Linked DNA regions of Mus musculus: all the other regions are linked to region 1. Evidence: chromatin contacts called from public Hi-C and Micro-C data. All regions are on one chromosome and are shown on one strand. Each heading gives the region's core, a stretch centred on a gene start, on an enhancer-like site or on the middle of the called end of the contact. The rest is flanking DNA. Distances are from core to core; before and after follow the strand shown.

The links. A called contact is a pair of places that touch in the nucleus more often than the background predicts.
Region 2: a contact with region 1 is called in a Micro-C map of the HL-1 cell line, with 2.5 times the contacts expected there. The contact joins two enhancer-like sites. A contact is called at or near these places in 2 of 484 Hi-C or Micro-C datasets (the HL-1 cell line and adipose-derived mesenchymal stem cells).
Region 3: a contact with region 1 is called in a Hi-C map of the N1E-115 cell line, with 4 times the contacts expected there. The contact joins two enhancer-like sites. A contact is called at or near these places in 1 of 15 datasets of contacts at CTCF or cohesin (the NIH/3T3 cell line) and 1 of 484 Hi-C or Micro-C datasets (the N1E-115 cell line).

What each region holds. Positions count from the first base shown.
Region 1 is chr6:12,811,111-12,815,640 of GRCm38.p6, forward strand. No RefSeq gene overlaps it. Among named protein-coding and RNA genes, the nearest start is that of Thsd7a, 64 kb to the left of the region's middle. Within about 2 kb of position 2,916, at least 48 of the 459 cell types and tissues checked have an H3K27ac peak or open chromatin away from gene starts, as enhancers often do. A contact at or near this core is called in the HL-1 cell line and the N1E-115 cell line, where this site is marked.
Region 2 is chr6:12,456,560-12,461,172 of GRCm38.p6, forward strand. The region is part of intron 6 of Thsd7a (thrombospondin, type I, domain containing 7A); the gene reads right to left. The region is part of intron 1 of Gm38583 (a long non-coding RNA gene); the gene reads left to right. Among named protein-coding and RNA genes, the nearest start is that of Gm38583, 22 kb to the left of the region's middle. Within about 2 kb of position 2,487, at least 21 of the 459 cell types and tissues checked have an H3K27ac peak or open chromatin away from gene starts, as enhancers often do. A contact at or near this core is called in the HL-1 cell line, where this site is marked.
Region 3 is chr6:12,349,081-12,353,831 of GRCm38.p6, forward strand. Thsd7a (thrombospondin, type I, domain containing 7A) reads right to left here. Exons shown (of 28, transcript NM_001164805.1): 14 at 2,905-3,083; 15 at 630-635. Among named protein-coding and RNA genes, the nearest start is that of Gm38583, 85 kb to the right of the region's middle. Within about 2 kb of position 2,256, at least 14 of the 459 cell types and tissues checked have an H3K27ac peak or open chromatin away from gene starts, as enhancers often do. A contact at or near this core is called in the N1E-115 cell line, where this site is marked.

The DNA of each region.
Region 1 (4,530 bases), core at 1,666-4,165:
CCACGCAGTTTTATGATATTTCTAAAGAGTCTGTTTGCACCTGAAAATGTTCTTCCATTTAACAAATGCACTTTTGAAGTAGACACTTTTTGCCTTTTCTATTCTTAGACAAAGAAAAAGGAGACAGAAAGAAAAGATATATATTTTTTACTGCCTTTCTTTGTTTTCCACAAGCACATTCAATAAACTGTCCTGTCAAGAGTAAGAGCGAAGGGCTCAATTCAATAAAAAATTGCAGTGATTATGCTATGCAATTTTGCTCTCACTACTTTATCACAATTTACCATTCAAGTAGACAATGCTCTTCTTCCAGCCCTAGAAGGGGAAAGGCCCCATCTACTATGGCAAGGTCGTTCTCTATTCAAAGACACCAGACCTATTTGACAGCTTGTCTTATATCAGATATCCAGCAGTCTTTGTGTCATAAACTAAGTCATGATTTTTTGTTACACAAAGTAGCCAAATGAATCATTATCACATAAGAATTATTTACCTAGACAATATCAGGATCAGCGATTATAATTGCCTGAAACATAACAAGATACAGTATTTCAGGTCTCAGAGGTATGTTTAACTGATTACTTCTACCCTGAGTGCTGCCCCTCTTCAAGGTCATTCAATAGGATGTAAAAGAGCAGGAAGGGTCTCACTTTAGAGGATAATCCAGTTAGTTTGCCATGTGCACACAATTGAAAGGAAGGACAAGTCAGAAGTCAAGTTACTAACCCCCAAGATAAGCTAGGTCTCAGCTCAGTTAGACAATTTTCCTGAAAACTATGTATATCTAAAACTGTTCAACATATACATTAGCAGATTTACAGATTTCTGCAAATAGGTACTTGTGTTATATATTACAATATATGTGCAACTTGTGTGTGTTAGTATAAATGAATATTAAGAAATCCAATGTTATGTTTATCTGACCTGACCTAGAAATCTAGGCATTTTATACTCATAACATATCTCCATCCTGGCTAGTCATATCCAAGTGCCCAATAGTGTTTCTTTACTGGATGGAGTCTCTCTAGTCTCCTATGGAATCCCCTCTCCCCCAGGTCTTGAGCCTCTCTCTTGGAATTGCAAGAATGTAAGAGCACACCTTCTAGAGGATCAAGCGAGGTTTATGACTGTTCTGCTCTGATAAGACTCTGGCAAAGCATGTGAGGAAGTGAAAAGATTTATTATAGGCTTTAAAAGCATAAATAAAGCTTGAAGGTAAAAGGAGAATGTACAACAAGAAGGACAATATATTATACTGTGCCTAGTGGTGCCTTTAAGAGGACTCAGGCACATAGGAGTTATTATGAAGGCCAGTAGAGATGATCCCAGCAAGGCAGTGAGTACCAATGTTCCTCAACTCAAAATAAGATCATACACTGATAAACCCACTCAATACTGAAGTGATCATAATTTGAATATGCATTTACATCACCTACCCTGCTGGATATCACAGCTCAGCAACACAATGCACACTTTATCATTTTATAACCTCATCAAAGTAGAAATGACTGAGAGCTGGCCACTGTGGCTGGTTTTTCTGTCCTACATTGCACAAGAGAATCATATTACATATTCTTGACCAGGAATATGACCAAAATTCAAAATATGATTTCAACTGAGTGCATGACATTTTTTATACCATAGTCAAGTGATAAATCTATTAGTCATGCCATAGTAAGTCTGGAAACTTGTATACTAGAAAAATAAAAGTGCATTTGATATATTTCGTTAAAACAATCAGAAGGGCTTTGGGGTTTGTCTGAAGATTAAGTATTAAAGAAATTATGACATTATCAATGAAAGCAGATCAGTGCACCTTGGAAATGGCAATTCAGAAAAGTCATTGAAGTCAACAAGGATAAGAAAAACAGAAATGGGCTGGAGAGATAGTTCAGCAGTTAAGAGCACTGACTGTTCTTCCAGAGGTTCTGAGTTTAATTCCCAGCAACTCACGATCATCTGTAATAGGATCCATTGCCCTTTTCTTGTATATCTAAGTGTACTCAAAAATAAATAAATAATTATTTAAACAGCAGCAAAAGGAAACAAGAACTAAAAAGACTGCTTGATAGGTAAGAATGTTTGTTGCATAACCATGAGGATCAGGAGTTTCATCCCAACATTCTTGTAATGACTGGTTCAGTGCATGTATGTAGCTATGCAACCATGTAACCCAGCATTGAGTGACATAGAGACAGAAGGCTCATCAGGGATTGTTGCTTATGAGCTGAGCCTCCAGCAAAATAGTTCCAGGCCCCTAAGAAATAAGGTAGAAAGTAAAAAGTAGGACAGTCCACTCATTCCTCTGGCCTTCATGCATATACATGTACACATAAACTTTACACACATACTCACATATACTTACACACATGGGAAAAAAAAAAAAAAGAAGAGAACCAAAATCAAGTATGCCCACTGCTGGAACCTGCCTCTTTGCTGTTCGGAGCAATGCACGTAGTCACCCTGCTATTGGACCCCAAGATTAATTGGCGGGAATCGGGCCCCTTCCCCTGCTTCATAACTGTGTGTGGAACAGTAAAATTGAGCTTTGATCAGAATGCCTGTCTTAGCTGCATTTCTTTCTCTCACCTCCTAGCCCCTCTTCTCTTCCAGGTTTCCAAAATGCCTTTCTATGCCAGAACCCAGGCTGTGATCTGCTGGCCGGACACAACACATATCGAAAGGAAATAAAACTTGAGACCTGTGATTCATGTAATGTATGTCAAATAGCCCAGGCATGCCCGAGTCCATCTTGAAGCTAGGTTACCCAGTTGTAAAGATAAGGGAAGGAATGCAGGAACTGGTTCTGACTATTTTGGCTGACTCATTGACCATCTGGCAGCCCAGCACCTCCTGCTCACCCCCCACCCCTTTTTATAGAGAGCATAGTTAAAAGCTGAAACATTAACCAGATGCATTGTCAACTCAGATAAGCCCCTGACTTTAGAATCCTTATACGCCCAGGCCTGCACGTACTATTCTGCTGACTCATAATCATGTTGCTGATGTTTGAATGGGCCAATCGTATGTAACCATGCCAATTCTTCCTAGCCTGTAATCCCTACCCTATAAAAACCCCGAGTTTTTGAGTCTCAGGGGCAATTCCTCTGTCTTCTGCGTGAGATATGTATTAACCCGGAGCTCCGCCATTAAAGCTACCTCGTGCTTTTGCAACAAGGAGGTCTCTCGTGTTTCTTTGGATAACCCTGCGCCTCGAGACTTGAGTGGGGGGGGGCTCCTTCTTGGGGTCCTACAATATTACTGAAGTTAGCAATGCAAAACAAACATTTAAATGCTGATCTAAGAAGTTCTAAAAGTGGTACAACTAAAGCTATGAAAGATATCGTGGCTAACATAGAGGATTAGAATTTATCAAAAAGAACAAAGCTTTGAAACTATGCAAGTTGATATGATCTACCAATGAGAAAATACATACAAAAAGAAAAGTAATGCAGCCTTGAATAGTTCCATATCCAAAAAATTTAAGAAAATCCAAAGTTTGGAAATAAAAAGAACAGAAATTACCAAACATTATTTACCCTAAATAATTCATGAAGTCTTAGAGTAGTAGCACGGACATAATGTGGAAGAGTAAGTAGCTGTGCATTCCCCTGTGCTATCACTGCATTACAAAAGTATCCAATGAAGTATAAAAAGAAAGATTGGGAAGTATGTATATGTATATTTTCCATATTGTTATATTTTGAATCAGACATTGTGATTAAAAAAGCAAAACATTTCTCATTTTTCCCAAGAAAAAGCTGAACCAGATGACTGAATAATTCTGGTAGAATTAAACTAGAGATTTAATTCTGCATGCACATCACCATGGCCGGCAACCTTTACAAAAGGACCACACCAGGACTGGGAATGAAAGATAAGAAATACGAGTTTAGCTGGAGAGGTGTGCATCTCTCTTCTAAATGAGGAAAAGGTTACCTAAGCCTGAAGTATGACTGTGAGCTGTGAAGATTAAGTTGGTCTCTGCATTGCTGAGATTTAGCTTCACAATACTAGGCTGAAACTGGAGAGGGAGGGTGCTGATGGGTGTGCTTCCTGGGAAACACGGAATCCGCACAGTTCTTACCTCACAGACAATAAGAAAGTCATCACCATGAAATCACGTGACAATACAGTATCAGCAGAACAAGGGCATTAAGGCCCTGATCTGGAAGATCCAGTGCACAGACACTTTGGAAGCTGAAGTTTTAGAATAATTAAAAGAAATGTTGCAATACAAGAATATTAAGAAAGTGCTAAGTATGCTAGTCAATCTAAATAAATTAATTGTACTGTGTGAATGACTGACAATTAATAATTAGAAAGAACACTTGTTTCAAGAAGTGGGGGCACTGGCAGGGATAAATAGTGCCATAACAAGTCTGTGGTAAGTTTTGGTCTGTTGCTATGTATTGTAATGCTAAATACTGGCTCCCAAGGTCTGATAGCCCCAGGGACAAAGGAATCTGCATGTTTACCAGCTTTTGTTGTGCAAACCTTGTTCCTTAATTTTAAATTATTGGTTGAATG
Region 2 (4,613 bases), core at 1,237-3,736, 350 kb before region 1:
TGATAGGGTTTTGATATTACATGTATACTTTTAATGTGAAACTGTCCCAATAGGTTTTTGGGTTTGCACACTTGGTCCCTGCTGGTAGAAGTGTTTTCGGAGCAATACTCTTAAATGTGCCACTGCGGAGTTGCTTTAGCCCCTCATTACTTCTTGTCCAGTTTGGGCTTCCTGAAGGAGGACAGAGTGTGGCTAGTCCCACGATGGACTGGATCTATTCTTAAACCATGAGCCAAAATAATTTCCTGAGGTGTCATAGCACAGTAGTCATAGCATATATAGTCTTATTACATATAAGCATATAATTCTTATGTGGCTGCCACAGATGTGTACACACAGAGCTCAGATATGAATTTCTTAACCATCATGAGAAGTATGTTTACCTATGTTATGGTACATCATAGGCATTCTACGGAATAACTTAGAAGTTGACAATGTAACTTCTATCTTTTTTTATTTACTTGCTGAATAGCTTAATAGCAATTTGAAACATTCCTTCCATTGATTATAACTTATAAAATATTTCTTTTACGAAACACAGACTCTGAAACATATGGCTGTATATATCTGCTTTGTAAGCTGAATATGTTATAGTGAAGCAAGAGCATACAAGCATGACCAAGGGAAAGTAATTTCAATACAATGAAAACCTTGGTATTATTCCTTGATTAATTTTTTTATTGCTAAAGTTTACAGTTTTTGTTTTGTTTTGCTTTCTAAAGGAGGATCAAGACAGTTTGTTCCAAATTCCCTTTTTGCCCTCCTTTGACTGGAATTCTGTTTATGAATAATTGGATATGAGTAACTCCAGTCAGATACTTCTGATTTGCAAAAAATGCTGTGAAAATGCTGTCCTCTTGATAACTCTTGTCCTCCATAGAAACTCATTCACACTTCTGCATGGCAATTATGATACATGTGAATACTTGTAGCTTATTAAATCTTATGGAAGATACCAAATGTTTTTATACAGCTCCAACTTTAGCCTAAAATATATTAACCTTCTTAAGAGTTTATGTTCCTTTGGTTAAAATGAGTCATCTTGGGGTGTGTGTGTTGCACAGTTTCACAGTTTACATGATAAATGTTTCTTAAAGGTCCAGGAGGCATGATTCTAGGGTGGTGCTATTAGTAATTTCTTTATTGCCATGTCGTAGTGAAGTATGTTAGGGCATTGAACACAGGCCTTGAAGGGGATGCTAGGCCTGTGGTTTTTCTTTCTTTCTATTTTACTGCCTAGGCATGATGTGAATGTAGCATTTTTATCTTGTTATCCAGCACCTACATCAGAGTCAATGGGCCCTTGGTGAATAAACATCGTGAGCCAATATAAGCTTTTCTGTTCATAGTTTGATTATTTTACATTTCTTATTATAGTAAAGGAAAGTTGACTGACGGAGCTCACATGTGGGCCTATATTCAGTGCTATAATCAGTGGGATCCAGAAAACTATCAAAAAACATAATCACAGGGTAAAATTTTGTTAAAGTCTTCAAAATTCAAGGACATTAACAGTAACTGGCATCCTGTTTATTTTTTATCCCCCTGAAAAGGTAGTGTCTATTTGCTCCAGTGTACTGAGACTTGAGAGTAATGGAATCTGAAGGCGTGTCCGGATGTTAACAGGGTGTGCAGTTTGATGCCAAGTTTTATCTGACATCTGACAGGCAAAGCTGGAATTTGCAATGAAGGCAATAACAAAAATTTGTGTAAAGAAAAATTGAGAGTCATATCTTAAATGGAGATGATTTCTAGGGGTAAAAGAAAGAAATTAGCAATGGGCCAGAGGTTTATTGACAGCCTATTATGTGGAGATAGTCCTAAGAAATAGGGATGCAAAGATAATAAGTTGCTATCAAGCAGTGACTAATAGTACTAGGTAGACACTTAGACTGACTTCTTTCCAAATGTTACAAAGTATACAGTGGGGAATAAAAGGAGGGATGCAGTGGGCAAATAGCAGGGGAAATGACAAAGAACATTCTGCAATTACAAAATTGCTTTGAACTTCACAAAAGAGTCATCAGGATACCAGTAAGAGATTTTAAAACAGCCAAATTGTGTAATATAGCAAGGAAGGATTCATAGTAAGCATCCGAATGGCAGCATAAAGAACACTTGATCCCTTGACAGGAGTATCTCTGGTAACTTCCCTGGTTCTCAATTATAGCAATTCCTTCAGATTTGCATCCTGGATGGCACTACTAGAACTCTCATATAAGACACTATCTTTTCTCACCTGGACTAATGTTCTGGCCCCTCATTCTTTCTTTTATGCCTATTAAAGCTCAATCTCAACAAAACCGTATGAGTGATTATTAGGTAAGATGTCAATGGCTACTTTGTTTAGACTCGGGGAATCCCTATCTTATTACGAAAGCTCTGGAATGTTTCCTGTCTCTGCAATATTTCTAAATCCACCCTGCAAGTCATCTGCCACTAAATAACTTCACCACAAGCACACTGGGTTCTTGGCTGTTTCTCAGATATCCAAAGCATTTGTTATCTCACAGTGTTGAAATGGAGAATTTGTCTCTGCTCTGTGCCTTTTGCTATCTCCCTCATGGAATATGTCTCCCTATCTACTCCCGCCACCATCTTCAATCTATCAACAGGAATATGTTGTACTGTAACATGTACTAGGCTAGTAAAAATAGAGAAGAAATCAGCTTTGAAAGAATAATAATGGACTTAATGTTGGCAGACAGTGGATTTAAAATGCCTGAGTAGTTGACTGTGGCTTCTGTTGGAAGGAAGTTGTAGAGGCCTGTTGCAATGGGCCTTTTAAAGTTATCTAGGCAGTATTTAAGGAAGAAACAGTGACTGGAACAGCCTGTAGGAAACACAGCAAGTTATGAGCAAAATTCTGGTGAGTACCTCCCATCAAAATACGCGATGTTGCACAATTCCCTCGGTCTGATTAGTCTTAAGACTCTTTTGATCACATGACTTAGGGCAAAGGTGTTAAATTGATCTTTTAAGAAATCTAGACACTTTATAGTACATGGCTTGTTAGCTGAGTCGGTGAAATCACAAGAGAACATGTATGACAGAAGACATGTTACCATAATTCAAGGAGCAAAGGAGAGGGTGGAAAATATATGGACAAAGATCCATCTCAGGATTAGTCAACAAATTCTTGTCTTAATTTTTCTAGTCTATTTATTCTGGTGTAAGATATCCCAGATGTAAGAAAACTGGCTGTTATGGCTGTGTTGTTACCTTACCGCTGCTTAGTTAACCCATATGACAATGTAGGCCTTTGTCTTAGTTAACCCATATGACAATGTAGGGCTTTATCTTAGTTAACCCATATGACAATGTAGGGCTTTGTCTTAGTTAACCCATATGACAATGTAGGCCTTTGTCTTAGTTAACCCATATGACAATGTAGAACTTTGTCTTAGTTAACCCATATGACAATGTAGGCCTTTGTCTTAGTTAACCCATATGACAATGTAGGACTTTGTCTTAGTTAACCCATATGACAATGTAGGGCTTTGTCTTAGTTAACCCATATGACAATGTAGGCCTTTGTCTTAGTTAACCCATATGACAATGTAGGCCTTTGTCTTAGTTAACCCATATGACAATGTAGGCCTTTGTCTTAGTTAACCCATATGACAATGTAGGGCTTTGTCTTAGTTAACCCATATGACAATGTAGGGCTTTGTCTTAGTTAACCCATATGACAATGTAGGCCTTTGTCTTAGTTAACCCATATGACAATGTAGGCCTTTGTCTTAGTTAACCCATATGACAATGTAGGGCTTTGTCTTAGTTAACCCATATGACAATGTAGGCCTTTGTCTTAGTTAACCCATATGACAATGTAGGGCTTTGTCTTAGTTAACCCATATGACAATGTAGGGCTTTGTCTTAGTTAACCCATATGACAATGTAGGCCTTTGTCTTAGTTAACCCATATGACAATGTAGGCCTTTGTCTTAGTTAACCCATATGACAATGTAGGGCTTTGTCTTAGTTAACCCATATGACAATGTAGGGCTTTGTCTTAGTTAACCCATATGACAATGTAGGCCTTTGTCTTAGTTAACCCATATGACAATGTAGGCCTTTGTCTTAGTTAACCCATATGACAATGTAGGGCTTTGTCTTAGTTAACCCATATGACAATGTAGGCCTTTGTCTTAGTTAACCCATATGACAATGTAGGGCTTTGTCTTAGTTAACCCATATGACAATGTAGGACTTTGTCTTAGTTAACCCATATGACAATGTAGGCCTTTGTCTTAGTTAACCCATATGACAATGTAGGGCTTTGTCTTAGTTAACCCATATGACAATGTAGGACTTTGTCTTAGTTAACCCATATGACAATATAGGGCTTTGTCTTCTCTTGAGTTTGGCATTAAGAATCATAGCTAACAGTCAAGTGGGGATTTTATATGAATAGGACCTAAATAATGGAATATTAAATTTTATGGCAAGTCTTTGCCTAATTTACTCTAATTAAGTAATTATTCCCCCTGTTATCTATAATATTGCAATTAAAAATCCATTGGCTTAGTTCCATTTTTTCAAAAAGGAAAATAGCATTTTTAAAAGCATATCAAAATATAATAGACAGATCTCTATAACTGACACCAGAT
Region 3 (4,751 bases), core at 1,006-3,505, 460 kb before region 1:
ATAATATGTGAATCTATACACACAGACACAGACACACACATACACACAGACACACACAAATGATTTAGGTAATCAATTCCAGGAATCAGATTTAGACATTCTTTTGGAATTATTCTTTTGCAATTATTTACCCCACATAAGAGTAAAGCATATGCAATGTGGGTATAAGACTGTAGCTAATGATACAACTGGTATATTCCCATTAGGGAGATGTGTTAAAACAGGACTATCACCATATGGCTAAACACCACCACACCAGTCCCAGGGAAAAGAAGAATCGAAATGGAGGGGCCCTGCTGCTCTTCCTAATCCTTTGATAAACGATCATTCCCCATTGTTGGGGGATAAATGCAAAGTATTTCATTGACATTTCCAACATCTCCAAATCACCATTTTCAGTCCACCATAATTCTCTCCTTCAAGCATAAATAAAGGGTACCATTGCCTCATTAAAGTGGGATAGGTGATGGCTAATTACCTCACTCTGTCTCCTCAGGCTCTATCAATAAAGCAACCCTACTGCTATACTAGGAGATAAAAAGGGGAACAGGCAGAGGAAAACCTAGTGGAGAAAATAATAATTCTTTAAAGAGCAGCACTCTGAAGAAATGGAAGATAAGCACACTCACCTGTGCCTGGAATGGTGTTTGTCAGGAATGACGTAAAGGACAAGAAACAGAGAAATGTGAAAACGTTAGTTACTTTGATAAGAGCTCATTCATATTGTACATTGTCAGTTATGTAGACTTTTATTTAAAACATTAATTTAGTAAAATCTTAGGAAGAATCTCATAGGTTTTAGGAAGGGGAAATCAACCATTCCTCATGTCCTAAATGCAAGATGAGCAGACAAAGATTACACATCCCAGGGAAAGATGATTGCATGTTCAGGAGGACAAGAGTTCAAAACCCGAGTGGCTCTCAGAGCCCCTGTCACTGCAAACTCAACTACAGTTGCAAATATCTTAGGAATCAACAGAAACATGGACTGGTGTCTATATATTGACCCACCTATGGTTTCATCTACCCACCAGTCCACTTTAATCCATTAATACATTTTAGTGAGATAAGGACCTTAGGGCTTAACTTCAGTGAGGAAACACTCTCAGAGACCATTTTTTTACATCAACAAACTGCTATACTTTTACTGAGGAATTTTAATTAAAGTAAAAATCTGCATGGTTTATATTTTATAAACAATTGCCCAGCACTTTGCTTATTTGATTTTCTTGAGTATTTTACTGATATTTAAATACTTATCTTTAAGCTTTATGTAAAACATTATGCTCAAAATTTGATGTCTAATTGTTTTCTTTCTTGATTTACCTTTCTGTTTTCAGTTATTACTGTTTTGATATACTCCCAATGAATTGAAAACCAATACATACATGTGCTTATCAAGTGCTGCCTTGAATTTTAAGAGAGATGTAACATTGTATGATGTACAGACAACTAAGCACAGGGTCATGTGCCTTTGGAAACAAAAGTGCTTAGGTTAATGTGGCATATTTAATTTGCTACTTAGACACATACACATGTGATGTATTGACACATGTATACTTCCTCTTTGATAGGACTATGGATCATAATTTATTAATACTAAATTTGTCATTGGAAATTCAAGATTTCTGAGCTTGTAGACAAACATTCTTGTCATCGTAAGCATGGGACTCGTGTTCCTCTGTTTCATATTCACCCAATTCCAGCTCTGCAAGTGAATTTCTTCTTTTGAAATGAACACTTGCAGTTTAAGAATACAAAATGCTCAACTGCCAGGAGATGGCGATAGAAGAGTATATTATTCTCTCTACATTGCCTAAATTTATCTAGGACTGAGATTACTTTCAATTTAATTCTTCAATGTCCTCATTTTTACTTACTTAGAAGTTTCCTTTGTATATGGTACGATTCTGTTGTTCCCAACAATCTTAGCTTAATCAGAAGGAAACTGCTGATAACCGTGTGGTTAGAGGTTAAAATGAGACAGGCTATGTTCACATGAGGCAGCTTTACATATTTAAATCCTCGGTTCACTTGCTCATGGCTCAAATTCAAAACATAACATCTGCACACACTCTGGAAAATCTATTCTCTGCTAATTTACATGGCGATCAACTGTGATAACAATGGCCTGTTCTGTTAAACTTAAGTTAATCACAATTCTGTCATTAGCCATTTTACTCTTTATCTCCAACAGAATACAAATAACAACCACGGATAGCAGCCAGTGAAGTATGCATGCGAGCTCTAACACAGCTCCAATGCTAGAAAAGGCAGTGACTGAATTGCTAGCACATATACATATACATATACATATACATATACATATACATATACATATACATACACATACACACACACACACACACACACACACACACACACACACACACATATATATGAACTTTGAGACACTTCTTACATTTCTTATTTTACACTAACTAGATTGGAATGAATAAGTAACACCCCCCTTCTTTTTTTTAGAGCATATTCATGTCATTTCTTTGCTTTTCTCTTGAGTCCTTGGCTACTGAGCTCTCTTTCTGGTGGAAGTCTAGGGAAACTGTAAGGATGACGTGACTTCATCACAGCAGTTAGCACAATTGTATGGTAGATTAATGCCTTGACAGTACTCACGACTTATCTGTCATTTTGCCTGCATGGAACTGTATTTTATCTAGATGCGTGCAGAATCCTGAGTTCCCAGAAAATTTCAGATGTAATATGTATAATTTGAGATTTTACATTGTAGTATGATTTTCTCAGACCTTTTGAAAATAGAATCCATCCCATTTCTTTTTCAGGAGCTATTATTTAATTTTGTGCGTCTTTGAGAAATAATAGAATAAAACATCCTTGGGAGTCTGAGGAATATCTTAATGCGTTTGATGTCAGTAAAAATACCTGGTTGACATGGTCCAGTTTGGGGCAAGGCCTTCCTCCGTTATAAGGCTTTTCGCGCAGCCACTTGGACCGGACCTTCACGCCGCTGCCACAGGACTTGCTGCAGCGGGACCAGTTGGACCACTCACTGAGCTTGCAGTCTGAGGGGCAGGGGATGATGCAGGCTTCTTCTATGTAACCTGAGCAGAGGAAAGTGAAATAAGCGAATTTGCTACCTGTCATTCTCTGACTTGCACTTACCATTCCAGCTCATTTAGAAGGCCCACTTTTGACTTGACGGGAGCATGTGAACGCAGAGATGTCTGCATCCTTAGGGACTCAAATTAAATTCTTCAGGGAAATGACACATCTATACCGCGACTGTGTTAAAATAACTGCTAAGTAGCTGCCATGTGATCTGCTTAGGATTCGTGCCCACTGTGTTTCAATGTTTCTGCTTGGTGACAGCTCTTGTTTAATTGACAGTAGCCTGTCGGCTCACCATCTCACTCTCAAAGTTGCCAGAGTGAAGTTAAAAATCTAACACAGACTTGTGTGACACTGTATGTGTGAATGCCACACACACAGGCGGGGATGTGAGTCCTCACAGTATTCCTCCTCATGAAAAATCAGTTCCTTGAGGTAAACATCCAAAAGAATCCATTTAAATTGGCACCTTTCATTCCCCCTTCCTTGAAAATCAGTTCGGAGGAGGGAAATCTGAGGGTGTTATGTAAGCAAATCCTAGTATCTCCACAGGGCTGTAACTATTAAAACCGCACCTCGTTTTGGGTCCATTTGATCCTCTTGGAATTATAGATGTATTAGGCAGGAACAAGAAAACAAATGCTGAGAGATGATAGACAAGTCTAAGAGCACAGGGTAAAGATGGTGCTGGCTTTTCATGAGCTAAATGAATACTGAGTGGATTTGATTTGGGAAGGAGGAAACACTTGCTTTGATTGGTTCTTCACTATCAACTTAATATGTCATGATATCAAATTATCTCTAGATGGAGATGCAAAACTATAGTTTTCCTCCATCTGTATGGCTGATTTTAGAAAGAAGTCATATCAGTCTACTTCATCTTTTTATACCGGTGACACAGATGTTAACATGCAAGTGACTATCATATTCCACACTCTATGAAGGAACAGGTAGATTGTAAACCTTTTGAGCTAAAAACAATCATATAACATAAAAGTCAGCTCATGTTTCAAATTTTTTGTATATTTGCTAAGTTGTACGGTTATTACCACCATCTAAATTTTAGAAGTTTAGATCATTTTTAAACAAACTCCTTTTCTGAAATTGTCCCTATTATTATCAATATATATATATATATATATATATATATATATATATATATTTATTACCTTCCTCTTTAGATGCCAGCTATCAATTTATTATGGGACTCTACAAAACTGTCTTTTAATTGATCATATAAGTGAGACCCAGTGAACCATTTTGTGCTTTTGTTATTGTTTTCAGCTTCTTTTAGTTTGATGTTTCTATCAGTACTTCATTCTTTAAGGTTGAATGGAGTTTCGTTACATGGGCATAGCACACTTATAAACCATTCATCAGGTAACAGACATATGCTTGTCTTTACACTCTGTCTATTGTCACTGCTATGAACATTTGCATGCAAGAGTATGTATACAAAAATTTTCATCTTTTATTTTCAGATATATGCCTAGGAGTGGGACAATCCTCTCATATGGTAATTCTATGCACTGTATTTAACTTCTCAAGGAAACATCATTCTTACTAAAAGTAACTGTGCTATTTCGTATTCTGTAGCAGTATGTGAGTGCTCTACCCTCTCTGATTCCTTGCCAGACTTGTCAGTGCTCCAGTTTTTAACT